Regions from separate parts of the Gossypium arboreum genome. Here all the other regions are linked to region 1. The links are chromatin contacts, called in public Hi-C maps. All regions are on one chromosome and are shown on one strand. Each heading gives the region's core, a stretch centred on a gene start, on an enhancer-like site or on the middle of the called end of the contact. The rest is flanking DNA. Distances are from core to core; before and after follow the strand shown. Region 1 holds the start of LOC108455950 (putative phytosulfokines 6). Region 2 holds the start of LOC108454380 (histone deacetylase HDT1-like). Region 3 holds the start of LOC108454593.

Region 1 (3,039 bases), core at 388-2,887:
TAATATCAACCAAAATTTGGTGTTAAAAATCTTCTGTGGCTGCGCTGGACTTTGTTGACACTCAAGCTACTCATATTCATTCAAGGTACAACCTGCATTAACAGTACCAAATTTTTATTTTATCAAAATTAATGAGTTCCCTATATACCACAAAATAATATATTGACCTAATTATATAGAAAAATCCTACTGAAGCATGTGATACATGTACGTACTGTAGAGTCAAATGTTCAAACTTTAGTTGGTCAATTTGTTTATGGTTTTTCCAAAATTTTGCTTTGAACAGCAAGGATTGAAGTTAAGAGTCTTAATAGTTTCACTGATAAAAAGAAGAATAATATCTCATGGTAGTGATTCTTAACAGGAAAATCCAAGCACACATTCTGATTCCAAGGAGACGATCCAACTTATTTATTAATGACGAATTTTAATATGATTTACTTATAGAATCCGATACCTTCAATGGTCTTTTTTTTTTTTAAGGCTTTTAATTCTTCCTGCAAAGTAACGAACAATTCAAATCTTCCAAAAGAGAAGCATAATCACCATTTTTTTAATTCGGACATAAAAAACACCATCAAGAGACGACAAAACTCAAAAGCACTATCTCATCTGACATACTCTAAAAAAATGAAGTGGCTCCCTCCCCACCCCACCATTGTTATAGTGAAACAGCAACCACTGTTTTCCAAAAATAAAAAATAAATAAAAGATTGCACCATCTTTTTCCATGCATGAATAAACAAATTCCCACGGCATTACTAACCATGATAGAAATTACTTATTAATCAATTGTGGCCGACAGCATAAAAAAAATTGATTTCATATCCTTGCCTGGCATCTAGGAAAAGTATCATTTTCAAAGTTGCCAAAAACTTATCAATTTAGAAAGATACGATTGGTATTGTTGATGGGGTGACAATGCTAAGTTCATATTTGTGTTTAAATTATCAATATTTTTTTATAATTATGATAGGATTTAAATTCGTATTATATAAATTTGGTTGGGGTTGCCGTTAGTGCAGGTTGCTGACGCGGGGTTGCAATTAAGAGTGGGGGTCTTTGTAGTGTGTATTTTGGAATGCTTTTCTCATGCTCCATGTTTTCTTTACTGACCCAACATTAATTAATAAAAGATTAGTTTAGCATTTTGTATGACGGTGTTTTCGTAAGTGCAATCAATAGACACTTGTCAAAACATGGTGATGTGTTAAAACTTAAAACATGTGATGATGGGCAACAGCTGTTAGCAATGTCCAAAAGGTTGACTTGTTAGACGCTGTCAAAACCACTATTACATTGATCTATGAGAGTTCTTGGACTTTGCTTGGACCACCCTGGTAGACAGTGACTCAAGCTCTTTCTCTCCCCTCTTAATATTGCTGCTGTTGTCACACGTTTAAAGACCTTAAATATTATTGTAATCCAAGATCATGGTTTTTACTTTTTAGCCATTAGCCCCACATCTTGAGTAAATAATTATTGTTTGTGGGGGGTTATGGCCTATGTGAAACAGCCTTCATGTGATTAACTTCCGGTGCTAAGCTTTTCTTCGCACGTATTTATATGCAACATATCCCCACTTCCATTTCCACCATTCCAATTCCCAACACACACACTCTCTCTCTCTCTCTCTCTCTCGCTTACTTGAAGGGCAGTGTGGCTAAAACCATGAAGCAAAGCTTTATTTCTGGTGTTCTTCTTCTCTTCTTCCTGTTTCTTATTTCCTCTTCCCATTTATCTGCTCGTTCCCTAGCAAACAAACAAGGTAAGTGCCTGCCTGTGAGCACCCCATTTTTTTTATTCGGTTTTCGAGGAAATTCGAATTTGGATCCGAGATTTCCGCAGCAATGAACCTATCTTCTTCATCTGCAGGAAAAGAAGAGGTAGAGCTTACTCAAACAGCGGATATGGAAGACAATGAACTAATGAATGTAAGCTTCAAATCCTATCTCTTTTTCATCAGCCTTTCATCTTTTAATATTTGGCTAAATATTTTGATGTTTTTGTTTTCCAATGCTTTGCAGCAGCTATTGGGGGTAGAAGCTTGTGATGCTGGAGATGATGAATGCTTGAAGAGAAGAATAATCTCAGAGGCTCACTTGGATTACATTTACACCCAGCATCATAAGCCTTGAGGACTATTCCTTGTATATATTCTTGTTAAGTTGTTCCATGTATAATTAAGTTGTCTGGGAACCTTCAGAATGGATTATGGTTAAGGTTTATGAATATGTATGTTAGTATAAACTTAATTATGATTATTAATGTAAGTGTTAAACCTAATTATGTAGCTAAATAGTTTTGTAATATGTGAGATTTGCCTCTGGGGTGTTATATTATTTTGACTTGATAAAACCAAGGTAAGATGTTGAAAAGCAAAGCCAAAAGTAGTTCCCCACCACCCAAAGTAGTTCCAAAGTTTTATGGAAAGACAGTTTCAAATCTAAGCTAGTTTGGTGACTATGGGATTCAAAGCAATTAAGTGGACAGTTGGGGAATTTATGCTCTTGCAAATTTAGTCACAGATTTCTACTGCATTAATTCACTTTCGGCTGTTCAAAGTTCCCAATCCTATGGCATACTAGGCTGAAGCTGCCGATTCTACAACTTATCTTAAATAACTCCTTTTGACCACTTCAGCCTACTGATCTGATAAGTCTTAAATATCACTACTTCAAAGTGTATATTATGTTGTTGAAGGAAGAACAATAAATGGCAGCCTCTTCTTTCCCCATGCATGATGACCCAATTTCATAACCCAACGTTTATTAGGTAAAGTTGCAAGGAATTTCAGCAAGGATTCTGGTTTAATCTTCTAAATGAAGAAATCAGTGCCGAGCTCTCGGTTCGATTTCAAGTTTAATTGGAATTTAATGTGACCAGAAGTTATCAGATCAGGAAAAAGAGTTGCATGACTGACCTTTTAGGGAATGAGATTAAGGGTAGCCATCCCATTTACATGTCCTTGCAGAAAGAATCAGAAGCTGATGTTTTCTCAGAAAGTTGAAATGTTTCCTCGAGTTCGAGTATGCTATA
Region 2 (3,039 bases), core at 256-2,755, 490 kb after region 1:
ACAATAATAACATAATATTATATTGTTTGGTTTGATAGAGTAATGATAAGGAATATACAAGGAATAGATTGCAAATGAAAATTTTACTCTTAGATAAAAATTGTTTATTTATATTATTAAAACTAATTAAATTATATTTTATAATAAAATAAAAATTAAAAATATAATTATTTGTGGAATAGTTTACTATTTAATTTTAAAAATTATATTTAAAATAATAGGTAAAATAACACAAAACATGATTAGCAATATAATAATTACTAATCTATAGAATTTTAATTTTAATATAATAGTCCCTAATACTTTTAAAATTTAAAATTTAATTCCTTTACTTAGATCAAATCCTAAAATAATACTAATGTTTGTACACACGAACCTTAAATATATCATTCCTATTATAAATTCTTGTAAATATATTACTACGTATTGAAATTTCTTGTAATTAAAAATATAATTCTTACGTAAGAATTGCTTTCATGTAATAAATGCAATTTCAGTTCACTTAGAAATATTATTACGAAATTTATATTTTCTAAATCAGCAAGTTTGGTATATTGGCCGTGAAGTATTTAACTCCCTTTGAAATTTTATCACATATTTTATTTTTATTTTTAAATTTCGAGATAAATTTTAAGATTATATATTAACTTTGATTCAATGTGTGACTTGATATATGAATTTTAATTTAATATAATTATATACATGTAACTTCGATTGTGGTTCAAATACATACATGAAACTTTAATTTTGATTCAGTCATACACATTTAAAGAAATAAATAATCAAATTTATTTTTATATTAGATAAATATAATTATATGTGTATGCAATATATAAACATAAAATAATGCTATATCAATAATTGTATTAATGATTTGTGAGAATTTGATCAAATCAAAATTTCGTGTATAAATTTGCACATTAAATTATAGTTTATGTATAGTTTTGAAATTTATCCCTTAAATTTTTAAATGCAATTTAAGGTCACATATCAAAATCTTAACTTTACTTGTGGAGTGAAAATTTGCTGAGGTGTCGGTCATTGAACGCGGCCAATTTTTTTACCCAAATATTTTTTTGAACAATTTCATTATAAGTTCTAATCATATCTTTTTTTTTTTACACAATGCCTAAAACCCATAACTCCTCCCAACCTATAAATAAGAGGATAATGTGTTTTAGTACATTTGAACCCACATCCTTCTGTATTGACAACAATACTCATACTAATCAAGTTAAAACTCAATTAATTTTTTTAAAACCCGAATTTTAAGTGCCAAACAACCTAGATAAAAGAGTGATATTGATATGGAGATATGAGGCCTAGTCTTTAGGTATTTGTAGATAGTTTTAGTGATGGGCTTATTATGGGCTTTACGAAACATATGGGTTGATCATAATTGGGTCAGTCCGAAAAGGAAGCCTTCACAAACAAATCCTTGAATATTGAAAAGAAATAATTATTTTTTTTTTAAAAAACCCTAGAAATAAAATAAGCGGCAACTATCTTATAAATTCATTTCGATTGCCATTCAATTCTCTTCTTTGGAAGGCGTGTTTTTACTCTCACCTTCTCCCACTCCTCGTAAAACCCTAGTTCTCAGACGCCACTAAAACCTTAGTCCTCTCACTCGTCTTTCATCATCCTCATAAATGGAGTTCTGGGGTAACCCATTCTTTCTTTTACTTATCTCTCTTCGATTTTATGTTTATGTTTCTTTTACTTTTTGAAGCTTTGATTTTTTTTAAAAAAAATTCTAATGAAATGATGCTAGCTTTCCCTTGGGTTTTATTTGAACTTCTCTCTTTCAATGGGAAGCTTGTTTTTGTGGCCGTGTTTGATTGGGTTTTGGTTTACTGTTGTCAACGCTAATAGCATTAGTTGCTGGTTTCATTATTTGAGATTTATCAGTATGATTTGACACATGGTAATTATTTTGTCATTGGATGGTAGCTTGTTGAAAATGATTATATGCAAATTATATTTTTCAGGATTATACTTAAGACATGGACATATTGTTTTTATTTCAAATTGGGTTAATCAAATTGGATCATCTTTTATGCTACTATTAGGTATTGAAGTTAAAGCTGGACAGCCTATTAAAACGGACCCTGGTGCCAGTCATGTCATCCATCTTTCCCAGGTTGGAAACTGTCTAACTTGATGTTGTTATCTATTGTTGTTTGTCTAAAATCATCTGCTTTGTTGCCTTATGTTTTAGGCAACACTTGGTGAGTCAAAGAACAAAGCAGAGTCGGTTCCTCTCTATGTGAATGTTAATGGGAAGAAACTCGTTCTCGGAACACTTTCCCACCAGAATTGCCCGCAATTGTGTTTTGATTTAGTATTTGAGCAAGGCTTTGAGCTCTCTCACAACTGGAAAAATGGGAGCGTCTATTTCCTTGGTTACAGAACTTTTGTCCCAGAGGAAGGATATCCTTTTATCAATAGCAATTATTTTGTTTTTCTTTTTTGTAATAACCAAACTTATTTTTTTAATGTGAATTTTGCCTGTGAAATCTTGTGCTTCCTTGACTTCTATGCTGTTTTCTGTCACCTCTGATGATGAATTTGGTGAGTAATGGAATATATCTTTTGCCTAATTGCAAATTGCTTTAATCAAGTTTTTCTCATGCATATTATTCTTATATACAGATAGTGAGGAAGAAAGTAGCGAGGATGAGGAACTTCCTGTGGCTGCTGAAAACGGTTAGTTCTCTTTGTGTACTGGAATTTAGTATCAATAATTGAAGATTCTACTAATTTGCACTTTCAACCTGCAAACATTTTCTTCCATTACAGGAAAAGCTAAGACAGATGCAAAAACGGCTAATGCTGGGAAACCTGATGCTGTAAAACAAGCTGTCAAGATAACTGAACCAAGTGATAACAAGAAAAATGAGGACGATGATGATGATAGTGATTCCGAGGATGGAAGTGGTTCTGATGATGAAGATGATTCCGAGGATGAAGATGCAGAGGTCCTTTTCTCAAAACTAAGCAAAACCATAATTTCATATTGAATGTTTTTCCTTTGTT
Region 3 (3,039 bases), core at 353-2,852, 350 kb after region 1:
ACTCTTGTGATTAGTAAATTAAAAATAAAAATAATTATTTGTAGATTAAAATAATGTGGAAAGTATGTTGGTCAGTTCATCTGCTTTTTCGGTCTAATCAATCTAATTGATTCAATCAATTTTATTGGTTTGATTAAATATATCAATAAAGGTTCATAAAAATATTTAAAAATTTAGTTCAAAAGATTTTTATTTTATTTAATCGATCTGTATCAAATTTGGATCCAATTAGTCCAACTAATTAATAAAATTCAGTTCAAACAACGATACTATTATGAGTAGTGGTATGAGGCTAAATTTTCAAACATGATATATTAGTTTTTCTTTCCGTATGAAATTATTATTTAATTATTTTTTTGGGTTTGTGATAATTTTAGTAGAGATGACTAAAATATTTATTTAAATAAAACAAAATTTTATTCACAATTAACCTCTAAACTATATATATTTTTTTATATTGATACTTAAATTTCTATTTATATGATACTAAATTTTACTTCAGTCAATCGTTTCAGCCTATTTAAGTTAACATCGTTAAAAAACCGTTCAACATGTGGAGCCAACCGAAGTATGGGCCATGTCATTTTTATATACATCATCATCATCCATATGGAATAAATATATTATATATTAAACTTAAGTTAAATTAATTTATTTATTTTATTCTCTCTTGACCCCTCTTCTTCTTCAATCCAAAAGCCATTTTCATGTTCCCTTCTTCATTTCCAGCAAACCATTTAGTCTAATGCAAATGCAGAATTGATATCATTTTTCATGGAAAATACGTTTAAATCTACTGCAAATTGAGGTTTTAAAAAACCCATCAAAATTCGATCAACCAAATGAAAGCTTGGATTTGCCAAAAAAAAATAATAATAATAAAAGAAAGATAGGGTTTGGCTGAATCAATTTTTTTATTTAACACCATTTGAGTTTTGGACTTAAAAGTATAATAAAAGTTTAGGTATTTATATGGAAAAAAGTTCAATGGGAAAATGAGTATAGTTTAAGGGATTAATAATAAATAAAGCCTAAAACAAAACTAAGAACGTCAACATTTTTAAAGAGTAAAAACTAGGAAGTTAGATTGGTCCACATGGTAGTCACGTGGACTCAACACTAAACCAATATTCTTCTAGTGGGTTAAATCCATTATAAGTACCAAACATATAGTTTACATTCTAATTTGGTCTTTAAATTTTAAAATATTTTAATTGAGACTTAAAGTATCAATATTGTAAAATATATTTTACAAATGTGGATTAAATTGTAAAAATGGGTGCACCTATCATATAAACAACTTGGATCTGACGTGTTAAAAAAAAAAAAAATTCTAAATTTTATCAAAACTATTTTTTTTTTATAAAAAAAACTTGATATCCAAGTTTTTCATATGCAAGGTGCCCAATTTTTTTTAAATATACCCAAAATAATGGCATGATTAATGCAATATTAATAATTTGAGGACTCAATTAAAGCATTTTGAAACTTAGGGACGAATATAGAATCTGGTGGATAGTTTGGGGGGATTGATGAAGTTTGACCCTATCTTTCCGTAGGTGTTATAAATTTAGTGGACGATAGAACTTTTACTTTTAGGCTTAAGGTTAAGGAGGCTCAATACTTCACCAGCGCACTTTAACACGAAGCCCGCTACCCAACAAGCAAAGCCACAGAAATGTGATATCCGCGGGCAATTACCAGTCAGAGCGGTAGAGTAATGAGTAATGCGCGAAAAATGAAATTATCTATTTCCCATCAACCGGGTATAGCCAGTAACCCAAGAGAATAGTAGATTGAGTGCGATTCAATGATTCTGGCTCGTTCTTCGCTTTCCTTCCCATATAAAGTGCCTGCGAGGGTTGGGTACTAGAGGCAGTCAGTTTCCCATCCTTTCTTTCATAGCTTCTCTACTTTGCCTTTTGGTTCTCTGTTTATTTACAGCTATACCATTCAGCTAATGATAGCTTACTGTGATCGGAAACTCGAGAGCCGTCGCTCTGTCCCCGCTCTCGGTTTCCCTCGGTTTAGGTTTTTCCGCCACCGGCGATTGCGGTAATCATTGTCTCACTCTCCAACCTAAAAAAGCAGCGAAGAGAAGTTTTATTTATTTATTTATTTAAGATTTGAATCACTGTATAATATACCACGGTCGATCATTTCAATCCGATGAGGAATTCAAAAAATAACCGTAAGGAACCGGAGAAGAGCCGGAGGGTAAGGTTATCTGAAAGGGCGTCGTCGTTTCACGGGAGAATCCAGACGATGGAACCGGTGGAGCTGAGGCGGCCGAAGACGCTTCCCGACCTGCTTCCAGAGAGGTCTACTTCACTCTCATCCGATGCGAGGCCGCCGAAGTTGACGAAGCTGCTATTGAACGTGACGATTCAAGGGAGCCTCGGAGCCGTGCAAGTGGTGATGTCACCGGAAAACACTGTCGGTGACTTAATAACGGTCTCCGTCAGGCAGTACTCGAAGGAAGGTCGGCGACCGATGCTGCCGCCAACGGACGCCGCGCTATTCGATCTCCATTATTCTCAATTCAGCTTAGAAAGTAAGAAAAAAAAAAAACTACCCCCGAAAATTTATTAGCCGTTAGATCAGGTTTCTATATTTTTGGGGAAACGTACGGCTGTAATTGATTGCCAATATTTTTGGGTTTGTGTGATAGCAGGTTTGGGAAGGGAAGAGAAGCTGATCGCGTTGGGATCAAGAAATTTCTTCTTGTGCACAAAAACGGCGGCATCAAAGGACGGCCAGAATAAAACGGCGTCGTGCTCAAATGAAGCGGAAAGTGTTACAAAAAGCTCGAAACCTTGGTTCAAATTCATGGATTTCTTGTTTTAGAAGCATTTTTTATGGGTATTGTATTTTGTAAACAAAAATTAATAATTTTTTAAAAAAAATTAGATTATGGAACATGCAAATTTATGAAAAATTGCATGTAGGGTATTTTAGAATGGTTAGGGAAGGAAAGAGAGAGTGTTTAATTAATCATAATCTCTCTTTTGTTTAATTATTTGCTAAAAATGTATAAAG

The links. Hi-C and Micro-C count contacts between places; a contact is called where the count stands out from the background.
Region 2: a Hi-C map of leaf shows a contact between it and region 1, with 2.9 times the contacts expected there. The contact joins the promoter of LOC108454380 here to the promoter of LOC108455950 in region 1. A contact is called at or near these places in 2 of 5 Hi-C or Micro-C datasets (both in leaf).
Region 3: a Hi-C map of leaf shows a contact between it and region 1, with 2.0 times the contacts expected there. The contact joins the promoter of LOC108454593 here to the promoter of LOC108455950 in region 1. A contact is called at or near these places in 2 of 5 Hi-C or Micro-C datasets (both in leaf).

What each region holds. Positions count from the first base shown.
Region 1 is chr9:69,254,346-69,257,384 of ASM2569848v2, reverse strand. It overlaps LOC108455950 (putative phytosulfokines 6), which reads left to right and starts at 1,637. Exons shown (of 3, transcript XM_017754536.2): 1 at 1,637-1,768; 2 at 1,876-1,934; 3 at 2,031-2,299. The coding sequence starts at 1,672. The coding sequence ends at 2,138. It overlaps LOC128280380 (a long non-coding RNA gene), which reads right to left. Exons shown (of 2, transcript XR_008270553.1): 1 at 2,924-3,039; 2 at 1,245-1,869.
Region 2 is chr9:68,767,924-68,770,962 of ASM2569848v2, reverse strand. LOC108454380 (histone deacetylase HDT1-like) reads left to right here and starts at 1,505. Exons shown (of 10, transcript XM_017752824.2): 1 at 1,505-1,665; 2 at 2,073-2,143; 3 at 2,222-2,433; 4 at 2,558-2,574; 5 at 2,656-2,709; 6 at 2,803-2,981. The coding sequence starts at 1,653.
Region 3 is chr9:68,900,307-68,903,345 of ASM2569848v2, reverse strand. It overlaps LOC108454593, which reads left to right and starts at 1,602. Exons shown (of 2, transcript XM_017753100.2): 1 at 1,602-2,554; 2 at 2,675-3,039. The coding sequence starts at 2,170. The coding sequence ends at 2,847.